2 separate regions of the Columba livia genome follow, and region 2 is linked to region 1. The links are chromatin contacts, called in public Hi-C maps. All regions are on one chromosome and are shown on one strand. Each heading gives the region's core, a stretch centred on a gene start, on an enhancer-like site or on the middle of the called end of the contact. The rest is flanking DNA. Distances are from core to core; before and after follow the strand shown. Region 1 holds the start of DUSP5 (dual specificity phosphatase 5). Region 2 overlaps LOC110363304 (a long non-coding RNA gene).

What was found. A called contact is a pair of places that touch in the nucleus more often than the background predicts.
Region 2: a Hi-C map of liver shows a contact between it and region 1, with 1.8 times the contacts expected there. The contact joins the enhancer-like site here to the promoter of DUSP5 in region 1. A contact is called at or near these places in 2 of 2 Hi-C or Micro-C datasets (crop and liver).

The regions. Positions count from the first base shown.
Region 1 is chr6:11,123,867-11,126,562 of bColLiv1.pat.W.v2, forward strand. DUSP5 (dual specificity phosphatase 5) reads right to left here and starts at 1,393. Exons shown (of 4, transcript XM_065067038.1): 1 at 812-1,393. The coding sequence starts at 1,208.
Region 2 is chr6:11,179,601-11,182,296 of bColLiv1.pat.W.v2, forward strand. All of the region lies in intron 2 of LOC110363304 (a long non-coding RNA gene), which reads right to left. Among named protein-coding and RNA genes, the nearest start is that of SMNDC1, 53 kb to the right of the region's middle. Within about 2 kb of position 1,306, at least 1 of the 3 cell types and tissues checked has an H3K27ac peak away from gene starts, as active enhancers do.

The DNA of each region.
Region 1 (2,696 bases), core at 143-2,642:
GCCGTGCTGCGGGCGGGAGCGGCCCCGGCCGGGCAGTCCCGGAGAGAGCGGGGCTGAGAAAACAGAGAGGGCGAAAGGACAAAGGCGCTACCGGGAGAAATGGAGGGGAAGCAGGGATGGGAGGACAGAGAAAGGGCGGGCTGTTTTGTTTTGTTTTTTTAATCGTTTTATTATCCTCGGGTTACTCGAAAGGAAAACAGAGAACGGCAATCAAAGGGCTATAATAGACGTGGGGGAGAAGGTATTTATGTCCCCCAAGAAGCGCCCGCGTTTCCGCTATGGGTTTCCCCCTCCAGCCTCGATCTGCCCGATGGAGAGATAAACCTCCCTGCCCTGGGTGGAGGAGCGGGCACCGACCCCTCAGGTTCGGGCACCCAATACGAGTCGCCCCGTGTCACCGGGCTGAGAGCAAGGAGCGCTCCTCGCTTCTGCGGGGCTGAGTTTATTTTTCAAGCAGCCTCAATTCCTCTCGCCCCCCTCCCCTCCTGATAATGTTCGAATATTTTTCTTCTTCCCTATATATTGTTCGATTTTCGTGAGCCTCAAACGCGCGGCGGGGGTGAGCGGAAAGGCATTTGAGCTCAGCCCTCAGAGTCTATCCGGGATTTACTTCTAGTGGGTGGAAAAGAAACGAAATCCCGGCGTTACCTCCCTGCCCTGCACCAACAATCAGGCTAACTGTAGGACGGTGGCGGTGGAGGAGAGGGGACCGGAGTACGGCGAGGCCGCCGTTACCCGGAGAGGTTTCGAGGGTCAATCCACGCCGCTGCCCCCAGCCCCCGCCCCCTGCTTTCCCCGCCGACCCTCTCACCTTTCAGAAAGCAGACCCTGGCCCCGGCCTCCGGCAGGCTGGAGAGCAGAGCGTTCAGGACGATCTGGGCCGTGCTGTCCTTCTTCAGCTTCTGCCAGTGCCCCGTGCCCTGGTCCAGCACCACCACGGCTGCCAGGCGGCCGGGCGCCGCCGGTCCCTCGCCGCCGCCCAGCAGCAGCCGGGCTCGGGCCGCCGCGTCGGGTACCACGAAGTGGAGCGGCACGGCCCCGCCGCGGGCCCGCCGCATCACCACCGAGTTGAGGTTGACGTTGAGCGAGCCGCGGAGGCAGGAGGCCGAGTAGGACAGGTACGGCCGGCAGTCCAGCACCAGGCAGCGGGAGGGCTCCTTCCGCAGGAGCTTCCTCAGCTGGCGGCAGTCGAGGGATGTGACTTTCATGCCGCCGCGGGTCGCGCCCCGCCGCAGCCGGGGCAGGAGCGGGGAGAGCGGAAAAGGACGGTGCGCGCTGGGGAGTCCCGGTGCTGGCGCGGGAGCCGCAGCGCTTCGGCCAGCGACGGCAGGAGAGATAGGCGGAGACACCGCGGTACCGCGCCGAGCCCGGGCAGGGAATCCCGGCTGCCGCCACTGGGCATTTATATGAATGGGAGGCTGGGCCCTGACGACACTGCCCATATAAGGGGAGTGACGCTCCCGCCTTCCAAATATGGGCATCCCCCGCCCCGCGCCGCCAGGCGCACCGCCCCCTGGCGGGGATCCCCTCCCTCCTTCCCCGGCATCAGGCGGGGGCTGCGGCCGCGCAGGCAGTGTTAGTCAGGCTCGGAGGCAGAGGAAGCTGAAAAATGCCGCAAAAATTCTTCAGTCATCGGCCTGAGGCTCATCCCAGCATCACCCCTCTCCCCCCAGTCAAAACCGGGAAGCGTGCCGGGGGAGGGAAGGGGGTGGAGAAAGGGGAGGAAGGGCAGCACTGGACAGGCTTCTCACACCAGGTTGCAAAGGTGCTTTTAGTTCCCCTTATTCCCACTCTCATTGTGTATGTCCTTGCCCCCAGCAAAGCCCAAGCACAGGCAGGCCTGCCTGCGAGTGCACCGCTGCTCAGGGAATGGGAGCTGCCTGCTCCTAGACCCCCTCGGAAAGAGCTGGGGCCCCTGCCTGGGCGGCAGTTTGCATCAAGGCAAGAAGGTAACCGAGTGAGAAGTGTGGACTGCCTGGGGAACATCTCTGGGGATGTGGTTACCTGGCCCAAGGTTCACAGCCTGGCAGCAAAGGAGGAAACAAGGAGTAACAGCCTGGGAAAAAGCAAGATGTGCCATTTCTGCAGAATTAATGAATGCTATGGAGGGGGGGTTGTGGATGGGAGGGCTACCTGTGACAGAAAAACTGCTGGCATGGCTGTTTGAGGGATCTTATGTCCCTTTCCTTGTGGTAAATTTCTAAGCCGCAAAACTATACCTTGAGGACCTGTGAGACAGTACAGACCTCAGTCTGAGCCTGTGTCTAGAAGTCTCTACACTAAGACGCACAGGAATCAGGAAATTTGGCACTTGCCCTTTCCTTGTAGATGAGTTTTGCAAACTGACTAAAAAAGAGAACTGGAAATCCCTAGAAGAAGTTAGGCAGAAGGATGAGCTCCAGCCAAAGCAGGATTACAGCCGGGGCAGATTACAGTGGTGCTGTCTCAGAGCAGGGTGTCATTTATTCTGATGGGGCCCTGAAAGTATGTTCACCTCAACAGCAGGCAGGAAGTGCCATCCCTGCCTCAAATTGCCTGCAGCTGAAACAGAGAAGCATGAAAGAGAGTCTGCGAGGAAAATGTTCAAGCTGATCGAAAGAATAGCAACTACTGGTTTCGAAGCACCTCCTCCTCTTCCTCTTTCAACCCCACTGCAGCCCCCAGCTGGCTCCTTCTAACCTGACCCCTCCTCTGAG
Region 2 (2,696 bases), core at 56-2,555, 56 kb after region 1:
ACCTGTACTGATTAAACCATTCTAAAGGGATTATCTCCATTTAATCCTTGTGGTCCTACAGCTACAAATTAGAGCAGCATTTGAAATGCACACTAGCCAACTCGACTGGTGTATTTAACTTACAGCTTCCCTACTTGCCGAGGTGCAGTCACCTCCCTTTCTTAAATGAATATCTTCCTATTGCTTCCCTTTCCAAAGCTCAAACATCACATCTGCACCTACACAATTCATCTGCTTTTGTACCATGCCCCTCCATATTCCCTTTCCAGTCTGTGTCGGCTCTTTTACCAGCTGCCCAGACTCCACCACCTTTTCACTGTGCAAATACCTCTGAGTTTGTACCCGTCCCTTCAGTATAACAAGAAGAGCATCCCTGCTCCATGAGCTGCTGCTCTGCTGGACACCCACTCCAAGCAGGGCAGGGAGAGGAAACAATCAGTCCACAATAGCAAGGCCTCTTTTGACTGTTAATATTTCTTGCAAATTTGTGTATTTAGGAAATAAAGACAAGCCTGAAGCTGTGTGATCATGGACCCCTCTTCTGTAGCTTTTTTTCTTCCATATGCTACATGTCACGTATTAGACTGCAAACTCCTTGCTCTGTGCAGTGTCTCTGTTCCCAGTTTTGTAGTTTGACACAATGAGCCTCCATCCTTCATTTCAACCTGAGTGACAGGATAATAAATACCCAGTAACAAGTAAGCCATAATGAATTTCCACATGCTTACTGAGTATATCTGAAGGAGACAGGCTGTACAACAGCATCCCTGGTGATTGCTTGAAACCTGCAGATCTAATACTCAAAACTTCTCTAAGCCTGGAAGTAAATAACCTCTCTGTGGCACTGTCCTGTGCTCTACCCACCAACTCTGCTTTCAAAAAATAATAGGCAGTAAGTGAAAATGAAAGGGTTAATTTCTTTGTGTCTCTAGTTAAGCTTTCTGGGCTATTCAGTTTCCTTTCAGACTCCAGCCCATCGGAGGCATGTGAGGTGAAGGATAGAATTACATACTGGGCATGTTTCCTGTACTTAGTGGGTGGATAGAGCACAACTTCCGCACTAATAATGTCAAGGTAATTAGGACATCCTGCAAAACCTGTAACAAGGAAGAAATAACCATTGTTTATTGTCATTTCTATTGCTGAGGTGGTAGGCTCCCCTCACAACTCTTCTTGCCTTTCGTTTTTATCCCATCTCTACTTCAGCAGAGACACAGCTGGGCCAAATACAAGAACCCCAGGATTCGCAATATGGACCTGGGATAAAATCTGATCTTATTCCCCAGCCCCACCACTTGTCTCAGCCCTGCTTAAGGGCCTGAAGCAGTCACTGTCCCTCACATAAGGCTCTGCGCTAGCAGGCTGCAGAAGCAGATCTCTGGCTTGGCAGTGAATTAGTTTATGCAGCTTGACACATTTCCAACAAGATGGATCAAGACAATGTTTTGCACACTCCTTTCTTGCACAAAGCAGACTCTAGGCCTGGCGGTCAGGACAACCCTCAGGCAGATGAAGCAGGGCTCTAGAAAGGCATCTCCCCTCTTGAGAAGAGCCCAGCATGCAACAGCTTCTTACCGGAGTCACTTCTCCAGGCTTCTGGTGGAAAGAAATGCTTCTCACTTGGATCTTGAAAGAAAAGGCACCAGCACTAACCTTCAAGCATTATGAAGGCAAACAGTCCCATCCCAGGCCACAGAGGGGGGTAAAATTGAAATAATTCTGCTCAGTGTTTCCTACTGCCACCCTTCAAAATGTCCTTTCTTTGATGTGGGCTTTGGTGGGTGCCGTTTAGAGGAGCAGAACTCTTCCTCTATCCCTTGGGAAGTCAGATTTTGGAGAGAAGTAACAAGCTTTTGTTGTGGTCAGTGAATGTAGCTGGAAAAAAAACAGGCAAGTTTTGGGTCACTGAAACTTTTTTTAGATCTCTATTTCACAAGATTTTTAGCAAGAGACAACTGACCCAACAGGTTTTCTGTGACCTGCCTCTCCTTTCACTAGAAATATGTTGAGTATTATATGTTTGCATGGGCACAATACAGGCAACGAGCTGGATGCATAGCTCAGGACTCCATGTTCACTGATGGATATGAATGGGAAATGAGACAACAGTGAGAGAACGTGCAAGCCTTTGCCTCTCAACAAAACAAAACAAAAAACTAAAAACAAACAGACAAACCAACCTACCAAAAAAACCCCTTTGCTTGTCATTTCTGTCTGCAGTGACCGCAGCCTGTGCACACACACAGATGCCAGCACAACCTGTCCCATATCACAGGAAACATCTACGTGGTCAGATGCAGACAGTCAGATGGTAGCTCAGCCCCGCTGGAGAGCTGGAAGCTGCTGGGTTCCTGAAGCCATTTAGATGCATTAGCAAGGACCATCTCACTATCACTTAAGCCTTGGCAAGGGAACGTGACTGAGCAAACATACCCTTGACCAGGGCCGCCAGCTACTAATTTGTGCATATGCTGCCCAGCTAAATGGGCCTTATGTCTGTAATGGAATACAGATAATGATCTGTTAAATTATTGCTTTTTCCTCTTGTAAGGTTTCCGGGCTGCTGGGTGCTGATGTTTGTAAGCTCCTCAAGGAAGGCAACCTTGATTTTTCCTCAGGTGGAGGATTTCAGGATGCCACGTGTCTCTTGTTTGCTCTGCCAAACAGATTTCCTAGAGTCATGGTTTTGCACACAT